Linked DNA regions of Canis lupus: region 2 is linked to region 1. A link is a contact called in public Hi-C data. All regions are on one chromosome and are shown on one strand. The core of a region is the stretch at or near the end of the contact, and the rest is flanking DNA. Distances in the headings are between cores, read along the strand shown.

The links. Hi-C and Micro-C count contacts between places; a contact is called where the count stands out from the background.
Region 2: a Hi-C map of blood shows a contact between it and region 1, with 3 times the contacts expected there. The contact joins two enhancer-like sites. A contact is called at or near these places in 4 of 9 Hi-C or Micro-C datasets (amygdala, blood and liver).

The regions. Positions count from the first base shown.
Region 1 is chr25:26,491,670-26,498,253 of UU_Cfam_GSD_1.0, forward strand. It overlaps BLK (tyrosine-protein kinase Blk), which reads right to left. Exons shown (of 13, transcript XM_038573650.1): 9 at 6,107-6,286; 10 at 4,916-4,992; 11 at 2,752-2,902; 12 at 1,377-1,508; 13 at 1-719. The coding sequence ends at 514. Among named protein-coding and RNA genes, the nearest start is that of BLK, 69 kb to the right of the region's middle. Within about 2 kb of position 4,077, at least 1 of the 20 cell types and tissues checked has an H3K27ac peak or open chromatin away from gene starts, as enhancers often do. A contact at or near this core is called in blood, where this site is marked.
Region 2 is chr25:26,642,592-26,649,175 of UU_Cfam_GSD_1.0, forward strand. No RefSeq gene overlaps it. Among named protein-coding and RNA genes, the nearest start is that of FAM167A, 54 kb to the left of the region's middle. Within about 2 kb of position 4,135, at least 3 of the 20 cell types and tissues checked have an H3K27ac peak or open chromatin away from gene starts, as enhancers often do. A contact at or near this core is called in blood, where this site is marked.

The DNA of each region.
Region 1 (6,584 bases), core at 2,827-5,326:
AGGGGGCAGCACGGGCGCGGACAGCGCAGGTGGGAGCAGCGGGGCTCCAGCCCCGAAGCCGGCTTTTCGATCTTGGCTTTTGGCGCCGGCACAGGGGAGTCTTACGTGATGCCAAACACTTAACAGTGTGCCAGGCGTGTGCCAGGCGCTATTCTGAACATCGTGGAAAAACTAACATAATCGTCTTGAGGAACTTACGAGGTAGGTGCTATTGTGGTTCTTCCCCATTGTACGAATGAGACATCTGAGGTACAGAGAGGCTAAGTGACCTGCCCAAGGTCACACAGCCAGAGAAGGGTGGGACAGCGATCAGATCTCCAGAGTTTATGCTGTTGTGACCCACCTGTCAGGCCGCCTCTACCTCTACTTTCCTCATCTGAGAAATGGGCGTACCCCGTCGGGGCTGGAATAAAAGCTGCGAGGTGAATATGCCTTGTCATGCTAGGTGGGGCGGCAGGTGCGAGCCATCCCCGAGGCCCCTCGGGCGCCCGAGCCCCGTCCCCGCACCGGGGCCTAGGGCTGCAGCTCGTACTGCTGCTCGGTGGCCGTGTGGAAGTCCTCGAGCACCGACTGCAGGAACTCGAAGGTGGGCCGCTCCTCCGGCCGGCTCCGCCAGCACTCGGCGATGACACCGTGGTACAGCTCGGGCGGGCACGAGTCGGGGCGCGGCATGCGGTAGCCACGCTCCAGGCTGCGGATGACCTCGGGGTTGCTCATTCCTGGAGGGAGAGGGGGCGCCCACGCGGCTGAGGGGCGAGGGGCCCACCGACTCCTCCCTCGCAGGCCACCTGGCTGCCTGGCTGGTGCCACTGAGAAGCATACCCCGTTCACCGGTCATTGGAGGACGCGCAGTTCCTCCGTGTGGGGGACCCTGTCTTGCTTACCCGTGATGGGCGCACAGCCCGAGCCCCGGGCTCCCTGGGCAGGTGCAGGCACCAGCCAGCTGAGGGAGACTGCTGGATTTCAGCTCCTAAGCTGCCCAAGCCCTTCATGGATTAGGGGTGGGGGTGGCTGGGAAACTTCACCGTCGGGATAGAGCTTTTGGGAGTACACCCAAGGCAGAAGGCCGAGGGAGAGACAACCTGTTCTCAACTGAGAACAAACCAATTTAGAGTGAACTTGAGTTCAGACCCTGGCCTGCACTTAATTCCGGGTTTGGGGGCTCACTGACCTCTGCTGAATGAAGGAGGCATAGTCCGTTGCCAAAAGCAATGTTGCCCCCAGAGTGACATGCATGGGCCTCTGTTCCGACTGTGGGGCCTCCATTCTGGCATGGACGTGGGCAGCCTCAGGCACCAAGGGTATGCTCTCTGTCATCGCAGCCATTTCTGGACAGCCGGGAGCCCCTCTAGTCACTGCAGGACGAAGCCACCTACCTGGGTATGGTACACGCCCGTAAGTGACGATTTCCATCAGGAGGATTCCAAATGACCACACGTCTGCTTTGATGGTGAACACTCCAAAGTGGATGGCCTCTGGGGCAGTCCACTTGATGGGGAACTTGGCCCCTGTGAGAAAAGGCATGAGCAGTTTTGTGAGGCCATGACTATCTGTCCCTATGTACCTGTCCCCATCCCACACCCCCTTTTGCAGGGCTTGGATCACTGTACACAACAGAGATACTTCCAGAGAACTATTAAGACCCACTCGGACACATGACCAGGCATGTGCAGGCACTGGGGGCCCACAGCACAAGAGGACAACATGACATAGATACCACCACCATCACCCTGTTTGGATCTTTGCTCAGTGGGACTTCATAGGACAACCCACATGTGTCACTACCTGAGACAGAAGAGTCATTTTCCACATCACATGCTTAATAACAGGAATCCATGGCTTGAGCAAATCACCTTAACTTGTCTCTGCCTCAGTTAATCCCTACCTACAAAATGGAAATGATGACATACGACCTATGTACATGGGTCACAGTGAGGAGGGCATTCCAAGCCTGCTGTCCCATGACGGCCCGTGGATGGCTGTAGCCCTGGCCAGCTTTCAAGCTACTGCACATAGCTCAGCCCTGGTTTACCTCTTCCCTTGCCCTACTTTCCTGGTCTCACCAGCCAGCCTGAAACATCCTCAGGGAACAAGCCCTATTAATCCTTCTCCGGTACCAACTGATTCATATGCTCAGCTAATATTGCTTGCTAGGGTACTTGATAGATGTATTTGACCATTTCAAATCCTTTTGTGAAAAGGATTTTTACCTCAGTTATAATAGCAAAGGAAAGCAGAGTGCTGTGTGGAAACCCTATCTTGAGTATAAGCCCTTGCTGTTCATGCTTCAGAGAAGTGTTTTCCAGAGTGTGTTCTGTGAAGCTCTAATTCTGTGGGACAGTAATAGAAGCTACGTGGAAAAAGTAACTTGGGCTCAAATTAGTTTGGGAGAGACCAGTGAAGCAATTATACACTGTTTTTTGTTTTTGTTTTGGCTGCAGGCCTTCTCAGTGCCTTTTATATGTTGGTGTGCATCGGGAATCTCCAAAGGGTGCCTGAACGGACTCTGCAGCATCTCCAAATGTACTTCATCACAAAGCTGTTCCTCATCAGGCACTAGTGTTCTACAGAGTATCTTTAGGGAAATGCCGATCTACCTGAGAGTAAGGCCAGAATTGAGAAAACCACAAAGCTCTCAGATCTCTTTACACAGGGATTTGTTCTGGAGTGGCAAGAAGTCCAAGGGGGTTCGGGGAGTTGCTGGGGAAGGTAAGGCCCAAGGTCTCCCATGTAGATGGGGGCTCCGCTTACCCTCTTGGGCAGTGTATTCACTGTCGATGATGCGGGCCAAGCCGAAGTCAGCAATCTTGCAGCACAGGGTCTCAGACACCAGGATGTTGGCCGCCCTCAGGTCGCGGTGGATTGAATTCATTTGCTCAATATACGCCATTCCTTCAGCAATCTGAGGGCACAGGCCACAGAGTGAAGGACAGCGGAGGGACCTCCAAGCAAGGACGGAGCCCACCCAGCGACCCCTGCATGGCCCACATGAGGAGAGGAAGGACCCTGCCCACCTGCCCCGCCTCCTGTCGGGAGGGCCAGCCTTCACCCTCTCACCACCTGGAGTGGGCACTTGGGGGTTTGGGTGTGTGTTCATGTTTGTTGGCAGGTGCATAGGGGGTGGGGGGATGCTGCCGGAGAAGGACCAGGCTCCTGAGTGGATGGGAAAACTGGCTTCAATTGCTCCTCAGCCGAATAGGCCATAAACCCCAGCCCTCCGAAATCCAGAAAGGCAGAGGTGCTGGCGTCAGAGCCAGAGCTGCCTGAACCTCTCACCCACTCTGTCTCCTTCCAAGTGTCTGCAGGACAGGAAGACAGCAGAGTGAAAGCAGGAGAAGAAGAAGGTCTCTCAAGGGGCAGAGGGAGAAATAAGCAGGGCAGGTGGGCAGGAAAGGATTTTCTCTTCTTGCCAAGTTGGAAGCAGTGTTCCCGTAGCAGGGAGCCATGGGTCGGAGGTGCTTCAACTCCCTGAGGGGTCACTGTCCTGACCTGGAACATGAGGAAAGGAGTCTCCAGGGTACGGAGTTGAGGTGGGCACCCCACAAGACATGTGGCCATGGGTTATGATTGTAGGGGAGATTTGCATTTCATCCTGCAAAGCAGGTAAAGGAGGCCCAGAGGGTAGGTAGTGTGCGTACACACGGGCATGGTGAAGAGCTAGCATGATTAGAATGTGATTTAGAAGCTGTTCACCTGGAAGGTTGTGATTTTCTGGTTTCCTAACCCTTCAATGCTTGGCCGCACCTAGGTATAAATGCAGGTGGCTTTTCATGTCCTTTGGTCCTGGGTGACCCAAGATTTCCCCAGGAACTGAGAAAGAGACAGAGGAGAGTGAGAAAAGGCAAAGAAAGAAAGAAAAGAGGGGTAGACACACCTATCACTGTTATGTGGTTTAAAAGTGGTTGCCAGTGTTAATTTTCCGAGACCACTCACCAGCCTACTCAAACTCATCTGCGCTTACCTCAGTGGAAAAAAGGGCGTCGTGATATCAGTTCCGGCACTGATACTAATAACAGATAATACCAGACAAGGTGGGGATGGGGTGAGGGGGAGGTTTCCTCTCTGTAGGCGGATGTGTGTATGTTTCTGTGTCTCACCGGCCGACCACAGACCAGAGCTTTTCTGCTGAGAGTTCCAGTTTTAACAGACACACACACCCAGGGCCACCAGATGTGTTTTCCTGCCAGTTAGAGCGCTCAGCTAAAATCCCTGGGGAGGAAAGATCCCTCCTCTCTCTTCTCCTCGTGAAGCTTGGACTGTCCTTCATCTACTAGGGAAGGCATTTGGGCACAATCCAGGAAGAAAGAAGGTCACAACAAAACACCTGCCTACGTGGTTACATGGGATTCATGTGAACTCTGGGTTCCCACACCATCCATTCTCCCTCTCCTCCTTAGTTATAGGACTCACCCTCATCCCATCCGGGCTGCCCAGAATAAAGACTACATTTCCCAACATCCCTTGCAGCCCAGCTGTGGCCAGGTGACATGGCTGGGGTGGGGGGGATATTAAACAAGTATAGTAGGTGATTTCGGGGACATGTCTCTGAAGGGAAGAAGGTGGACTTTCCTCCCCCTTGCTGGCTGAGAAGAGGACAAGATGGTAAAGCGTGAGCAGCATGAGCAGCCGTCTTGTCATCTAAGATGACATGCTAAGTACCCAGCAGGTGGAAGAAATGTGGGTCCCTGCATCTTTGAGGGGCAGACCCACCTACGTGCCCCAGAATGCTCACCTCTGGATGTTTGCACATTATTTGGGGTTTTCTGTCCTTCCCAGCTCAATCTAAATTTCATGGATGCAACCTCTAAACAGCCAATTTTGTGAAGCCACAGGGCACAGAGGAGAGGGCCTGGGGTCCTGGATCCATTTGGGCATCATTACCCTCAGGTTCCCCTGCACTCGGTAGCTCACAAACCTGGGCTGACATGTCGATCAGTCTTGGGAGGGACAGTCTGCTGCCTTCAACCGTCTTCAGGAAATCCAGTAAGCATCCTAAGGAAAGAGATGTTGCATCTGCTCTCTGCAAAATGATCCCAGCCTGCTGGTGCCAGCCTCTTCCGCGTGTGGGCTGGCATGAGGAAGTGTGAGGCGCCCTGTCAGATCTCTTGTACGTAGAGAATAAAACCACCCACAGCTGCAGAGTGCTTTCTGCTTTACAGAAATTCTAGTCTCCGTCCCCAGAGCACCCCAGGAGGCAGCTACTGCCCTCCCAGCTGCTCCGAGGAAGTTAGGTTTCATCCAGGTTCAGAGCCCCCCAGCCCGGAGCCAGGAGCAGAACCTGCTCTTCTGACGATAAGTTTCATGCCTATTCCTGGCACGACATTCCAAAGTATCTTCTTGCCCCCTTCACCCTTTGTTGGCTGATTCTGCCTCCGAGGACCAAGGGTACAAGAAAATGCCAGAATGGAGAGACCTGTCTCCCGGGGTGTGGTGCAGGGGACAAATGCAACTCCGCCATGGCATCTAAGAGCTAGGAGAGACAGTCACCCGAAGTGGGGCTGAGGAGAACAGGGGAGCCCTTATGCTCCCAGCTCAGTGTGGGGTCCCCTTCAGGACCATTTCTAGGGACCTAGGTTAACATGTCATGTTAGGATCCTACAGGAAGCAGTGGGCAATACGGGTCACGGGAGGTGGTGGGGAGGAGGTCACAGGCTGAGGCCAGACCCCTGATCCACTGCCTCATGAGACCTTGGCCCCACTGTGGACCCCCACAGCCAGCTGGCCTGACCTCTCTTCTCACCAGTTACAGTTGTCAAAGGTCCACGGCTAGTAAGTAGCAGAAGTGGAACCAGAACCCATCTCCGGTCGCCTAGTCGACCACTCTTTGCAATGCTCTGTCCTCCCTAGTGGGCATCAAACAGTGGCTGGGCCCAGAGGACGTGCCTCCTGAACGGGGGACACAGCTCTGTAAGAACCATTGACCCATCTTGTTTCTGTCCTTCCCTCCTGCCCTGCCTCCCCCCGCAGGCATAAGGAATACTGTAGATCTGTAGGACGTTGGCCAACTGATCCAACCCATGGCCCAAGGACTTCCACAGATGCACCCTGACCAGCAGACCCACTGTGGCAGATCCTGCCCCCCCCTGAAGCCCACGTAGGGCACCACCTCTGGCCATGTACTCCGTCACGATGTAGATGGGCTCCTTGGTGACCACAGCGTAGAGACGAACGAGCCGCTCATGCTGGAGAGTTTTCATCAGGTTGGCCTCACCCAGAAAAGCCTCCGGAGACATGGTTCCCTCCTTTAACGTCTTGATGGCCACTTTCACGTTGTTCTTGTAATAACCTGAGCCCGGGGCCGGGGACAGAATAAAGAAACCCTTCAGAAGACCCAGACACTATGGGAGTTGATCCCTTAACTAAAACATCTATAAGCTTCCAGCAGCCATCCTTATTCTATAAGCACTGAGGCCAGAGCTGCCCTCCTAGGGAGGGGCCCGGGCTAGAATGTACGGCTCCTGGGGTAAGAGATGAGCCTTCTCTTGCAGGAGGCCAGCCTGTCTCAGTCTCCTGTGCCTGACTGGAGTCTCGGGAAGTTGAGGAACCTACCTGCCTGGAGTGGGGGCTGTTTTACCTCCTGACTC
Region 2 (6,584 bases), core at 2,885-5,384, 150 kb after region 1:
TCCATGATCCCGGGGTCCTGGGATCGAGTCCCACATGGGGCTCCCTGCAGGGAGCCTGCTTCCTCCTCTGCCTATGTCTCTGCCTCTCTCTCTCTCTCTCTCTGTGTGTGTGTCTCTCATGAATACATAGATGGAATCTTTAAAAATAAAAAAGTAGAGATAGGGCCTTCAAGAGGTAAGTAAGGTAAAATGAGGTCACTCATATGGACCCAATCCGAAAGGACTGATGTCCTTATAGGAACATGACATTGGGACACAGACACACACAGAGGGAAGACCATGTAAGAACACAGGGAGAAGGCGGCCGTCTGCAAGCCAAGAAGAGAGGCCTCAGGAGAACCCGACCCTGTAGACACTTTGCTGCCAGACTTGCCGCCTCCAGCAGCGTGAGACAGTACATGGCTGTTACTGAGGCCACGAGTCTGAGGGACTTTGTATGGCAGGAGCAGGCTAAGACACCTGCTGTTCTTCTATATCTCTCTCTACCTCTATCCCTGCTTCTTAGAGCTTGCACCTGGAAGTGATGCAAAACACCTTTGCTCACATTTCTTTGGCCAGAACAAGTCACATGGCCAAACCAATCCTCCAGGAGAGGAGGAAATGCAAGCTTAGTGTGTGCCCCATGCAGAGGAGAACTGGAATGTTTGGGAACAGGATAGCAATGACCACACCCAGCATTCTTCCCACCTCACCCTGAGCGACCTGCAAAAGTCCATCGGCCTGTAGCCCTAAGGACGCCTTGGCCCACAGAGTCCAAGGCATGGGATAGGCACTTGGGAGTGCACAAGATGGTGTGGTAGGGGGGCAAGAAGAAAAGATGAGAAGTTCTCTTAGTATTCTTAATCTCTTTCTTTCTATTTTTAATATGCTTTAAACATGCATAATGTGGGGTGTCCCGGTGGTTCAGTCGCTTAAGTGTCTGCCTTCAACTCAGGTCATGATCTCAGGATCCTGGGATTGACTCCGCATCGGGCTCCCTGCTCAGCGAGGAGTCTACTTCTCCATCTGCCTCTGTTGCTCTCTCCCCCTCATGCTCTCTCTCTCAAATAAATAAGTAAAAATCTTTAAAAAAAATAAATAAATGTGCATAATGTGTTACTACAGTAATACATTTTGTGAAGTGTGAATCTGTCGTGGGAGGAGGGGTATGCACAAAACACTTCTTACCACTGGAGCGCAACAGCAAACAAGTGAGCCTTAGCTTGCAGAGAGGTCCTGGACCTTAGCCTGCTGCTGGATGCTGGGCTGGGACGGATGGGACTCAGGGATTGATGCTTTGCTCCTGAGAGATCACACAGGTATGTCCCTTGACAAGCGTCCCTCTGTGGACACCAGCAGCTGGTCATTGCACTTTAGTTCTTTGGCAAAAGGTACAGCACCCCTTCCCGTTAGGTCTGGGCTCTGCTCCCCTTGACCACAGAGCAGAAAACAGAGGGTGGGAGAGGAAAGATAGGGAGGATGGGAGAGAGGAAAGGGGGAGAAGGTACAAGAAAAAGCAAAAGAGGGGAGAATTTCCTAAAGTGTAGAGTTGGCACCAAGTCAGAGAACATGAAATAAACTTCCTTTCCTGAGCTGAATCCCCCACCTTTTTAATAAGGTCCCGGTCGATCCTCAGAGCAGAGCCCAGAAATCTTGGTTTCTGAGTTGGAGTCCCAGGGGGCAGGCGTGCATCCAAGGCCCAGGAGGCGCAGGAATGGCCAGGCACCCCACAAGCCACTGGAGTCCACACACCAGCTTGAGCAAAGCAGATCTCCCTTCCTGTCTGCCCCACCTTTGACAGGCCACAGGCCGCCTCCTGCACAGCTACCTGTCCCCCCACCTGCCACCCCCGCCAGGCCCTGCTGAAATGACCAGAGCTTAGCCCACAGAGGGAGGGGAGAGCCTGCGGGCTGGCCACAGGGACGGGGGGACGTCCCTACTGCCACTGCCTGCAGGAGACACAGTAACACAAAATGTCATCTGCTGAATCCCCCCTCCTCTCTCCCACCCCAGCCTAAAGTTGGGGGTGAGCTCTGCTAACTCTAAGGAAAGACCAGACCGAATGAACCATCACAAAAATGCTACAGGGCGCCCTTGGAGGTGGAACTAGATTTTCTAAGAGCAAGTTTCTAAGTTTCCAGTCACTTCTATTTCTAGCAAAGGAGACAGTGAGTCTCCTTTAGAGAAACCTCCTGAGTGGTCCCTTTCAGGAAGTAGATGAAAGGCAAGTCAGCAGCCACTGCTCTCAGGGAGCGTGAGCTGACTCCTGGCACCTACAAGAGTAGGTCAAGCTCCCACTATGACTGCTAGGAAGGAGTGGGTAAATTGGTGTCAGGGCCTAGAAGCCTTCCAAAGAAAGGGATCTGGACGCCTTGTGGATTTTAAAGTGCTACAGCATCTCTGAAGCACCTCTCACACCGAATGTCTGACTGCTTCCAAGGGGGGGGAGGCTGGATGCCATCAATCATAGACATGAAGAACCGCAAGGCTGTAGCACTGGGAGCCCAGACCTTCCGGAGATGACAGTTTTCCCTTCAGGGGGCAAAGCAGAGAGCAAGGAGCAGCATCACGGAGTGATGAGTCTCAGGAAAGAAGGGAGAAGAGAGACACAGACATGCCGTGATGAAATGGGGCTCAGAATTAAATCCCACAAGATACAAAAGGAGCCATGGCCTCCTACCAACCCCAGGCTGCGGACATAGGGTATATCACATGTTGTCGCATCAGGGCTGGAGCAATCAGAGTATGATCTTTTCCTACTACCAACAAAGAAGCAGGTCCAGGAGCTGAAGTGGCTGGTCAAGGTCACTGCCCAGTCGGTACAGAGCTGGAAATGCATCCTCATTCTGGCTCTTCCCAACACCCTCCCTTCCCAACACCCACCCTTCCCAACTCCTTCCCTTCCCAACACCCTCTCTTCCCTGCAACCCTTCCACCACCCATACCCTGGCCAGAACCTCAGAGAGGTCTGAGAAAACAAATCTGTGAAATTCTTCCTTCTGTAAACAGATTTTTTCAGACTTTTGTCATGGAGACCCACTGTGTTGCAGAAACCTTAAAGTGCCCTCTGCTGGAGAAACTGAGAAACCTGTTCACATGTGGATTTTTTCCCCTGGAGTTCCAGCACCACCATCATTTACACCTGAATGTTTGATGATTCCCTTGGCGTTTGCGACTGTCATCCTTTCTACATTTGCTAAAAAACCCAAAGTTCAGATGCTATTGCCACCACTCCAAACCCCAAATCTCTAGTTGGAGCACTCTGTCACCATGTCAGTAACCTGATAATTTTTTTTTAAGATTTTATTTATTTATTCACAAGAGACACAGAGGCAGAGACACAGGCAGAGGGAGAAGGAGGCTCCATGCAGGGAGCCTGACATGGGACTCCATCGGGGTCTCCAGGATCACGCCCTGAGCTGAAGGCGGCGCTAAACCGCTGAGCCACCAGGGCTGCCCCTGCTAAAATTTTTTAGTTTGTGCCAAGCACTGCACCTGTTCCAGGAAACACACTTTGGTTGCCTTCACACTGTCTAAAGCAAAACTCATGTCTTATCTTAGTTCCAGAATGCAATCCTTTATAAAGAAAATAAGCTAGCCGCTAACCTGAAAATGGTAGGTGAAGTTTTTAAATCTGTCGTTTCATTTGGTACCTTCCTTCTCGCTTTTCCAAGCTACAGTTCCTAATTATCATGGCCATTTCCCCCAATTATACGTGAGGAGGGAGAAAGCTTTCCATCTTTCTATCACTTGCTTTCTCTAAACACCTGAATCACCCCAGGTTTTCCCATCATGGGCTTCACTCAGGTTCAAAACTCTAGCAGCCCCCCCTCCCCCCAGCCAGCAGCAGAGATCTGGCTTTCTCCTCAAGAGAGACAACTTTCTCAGTGACTCAAGTAATTCCATTTGCCCCTTCCATCTTTCTGCTGGTCCCCTCTCTGTCCATCTTTGTTCCCATGAGTTAGGAACAAAATTATTACATTTGCAAGCCCTCCCCCTTGCCTATTGTGTGCTTCCTCGTGACTCACTGGGCTTCGTTGGATGTGTCTCAATTCATTTTGATCTTGTGATCTTGCTTGCTTTGTTCTGTTTTCTTAACCTCTTGGAGAAGCAGCCTCTCAGATTTGCACCCCTCTCTCCAGATGGCCACCTTCCTTTCCAACCAACAGCATACTTGCACTTTCACTGTCCCTGGCAGCAGACCAAGATCTAAATTGGCATGACAGCAAACTCCATGTGATACATTACTAATAAAGTTTGTTAAAACAAACAAAGTAGGAGGGGAGAGGAGGGACTTTCTGGAGCTTACTCTTAACCCGAGTTCAAGAAATACTGTAATTCAGACCTATCATTTTTTTCTCAAAACCTGAATGCAAAACTGATTGAAAGGAAGGTTTAAACAACCCAAACCAATCCAAACAACCTCTATAATCTCAAGAGTTGGATGTGTGATTCTCTTTCTAGACCAGCCCAAGTTCCAAATTGATGTTTGTCACCAAATGTTAAATTGTTAAGTGTGAACATCTTAACTTTAAGCAACAAAAAAACTGTGCAATAACCTTTTTTTTTTTTTTTTAGATTTTATTTATTTATTAGACAGAGAAAAAAAGCACAAGCAGAGGGAGAGGGAGCAGCAGGCTCCCTGCTAAGCAAGGAGCCTGATGCGGGGCTCGATCCCAGGACTCTGGGACCATGACCTGAGCTGAAGGCAGATGCTTAACTGACTGACTGAGCCACCCAGGCACTCCTATATGATAACTCTTAACATCAGAATATTTCTGACCTACGGTCTACATCAGTGATTAATGTATATTACTATGTGTGTGTATTGGACCTCTGCCCCTTTGTGCATTTGATCCTCTTTTCCTGTGAGTACCCGACTCCACACAAAGGCTGTAAGTTTCCTCTTTAAACTCCTAGTGCCTAATGCAGTACCCGGAATGGTCAGGGCCCTGAATAAAAGTGAGGAAAATGAATAGGCTCAGAATTATTTTATGAATCTCAAGTGTTTGCAGAAAGTAGGTATCTGGATCTTGAGAAAGAACAGCATTATCTTATGGCTGTGATTGAGCTGAGCAAAAAGCAGACATTCTAAGGCAGGTGGGTCACTTCCCCTGGCCGGCCTGAGTCTCTAGCTCCCTCTGCCGGTGCTCCTTCCAATTGTTCATGAATAAGGTAAATCAAGACTTGGCCTTCTAGGCGTGGCCAAACCTCAAAGCATCCTTGGTATGAAGATATCACATCTGGATCTCAGAAAAAAAAAAAAAAAATCGAGCTTAGAAAACATTAGACAGAGGGCTGCCTACGTGGCTCAGTGGTTGAGCATCTGCCTTTAGCTCAGGGCATGATCCTGGGGTCCTGGGATGGAGTTCCACCTTGGGCTCCCAGCAGGGAGTCTGTTTGTCCTTCTGTCTATGTCTCTGCCTCTCTCTGTGTGTCTCTCATGAATAAATAAATAAAATCTCAAAAACAAACAAACATTATTTTAGAACACATTAGAGATAACTGATGAAAAGAAAAATCTTAAGCATTCCATGTTCTAAAGTCATGAGAGGTAAAACCAACTGAATCTGTACAAATTTATCCTTCTCTAAACTTATCTATTTGAAAAATCTCCAAATAATTGGAAAATTAAGCAACATACTACTCAATAATCCATGAATCAAAGAAGAAATCAAAGATGGAAATTAGAAAACATTTTAAGCCCCCAAAAGAAAGAAAATATTTTAAGTCAAGCAAAGTGGATATATGATATAATAAAATTTATGATATTCCAATCAATGCCACCATTAGAGGGAAATTTGCTTTAAACATTTTTATTGGAAAGAAATAAAATTCCTGGGAATCCCTGGTGGCTCAGCGGTTTATTGCCTGCCTTTGGCACAGGGTGTGATCCTGGAGTCCTGGGATCAAGTCCCACATCAGGCTCCCTGCATGGAGTCTGCTTCTCCCTCTGCCTGTGTCTCTACCTCTCTCTCTCTGTCTGTGTCTCTCGTGAATAAATAAATAAAATCTTAAAAAAAAATCTGTTATTGTTAAAAAAAAAAAGAAAATTCCTAAACAAATATCCCAATTGTCTATATTAAGCACTAAGAAAAAGAGAAATTAAACCTGATATAATCAGGAAGAAAACAAACATTAACACAAAAATCAATTAAATAGAAATTGTAAAACAATAGAAAAAGTCAATGATGCTGAACCTAAGTTAATTGAAGAGATCAATACAATCGATAAACCTCAGCTAAACTGATAAACTAAAGTGAAGGAAGGAGAATTACACACAAATTACCAATAGCAGGAGTGAACAAGAACACTATGATAGATTCCTATGGAAAGGGGACGTCATGAAAAACTTTCTACCTAAATTAGACGACTCAGACAAATGGAAACACTCCTTGAAACACAGACTACTGAAACTAACTAAAGTAAAAACAGATAATCCAAGTAATTCTATAGCTACTACAGAAGTCGAATTCTTAATTAAAAGCCATCCTGCAAAGAAAACTCCAGGCCTAATTGGTCTCATCAGTGAATATTATCAAATATTTAGAAAGAAAAAGATGACCATCCTACGGAAACTCTTTCAGAAAATAAAGGAGAGCACA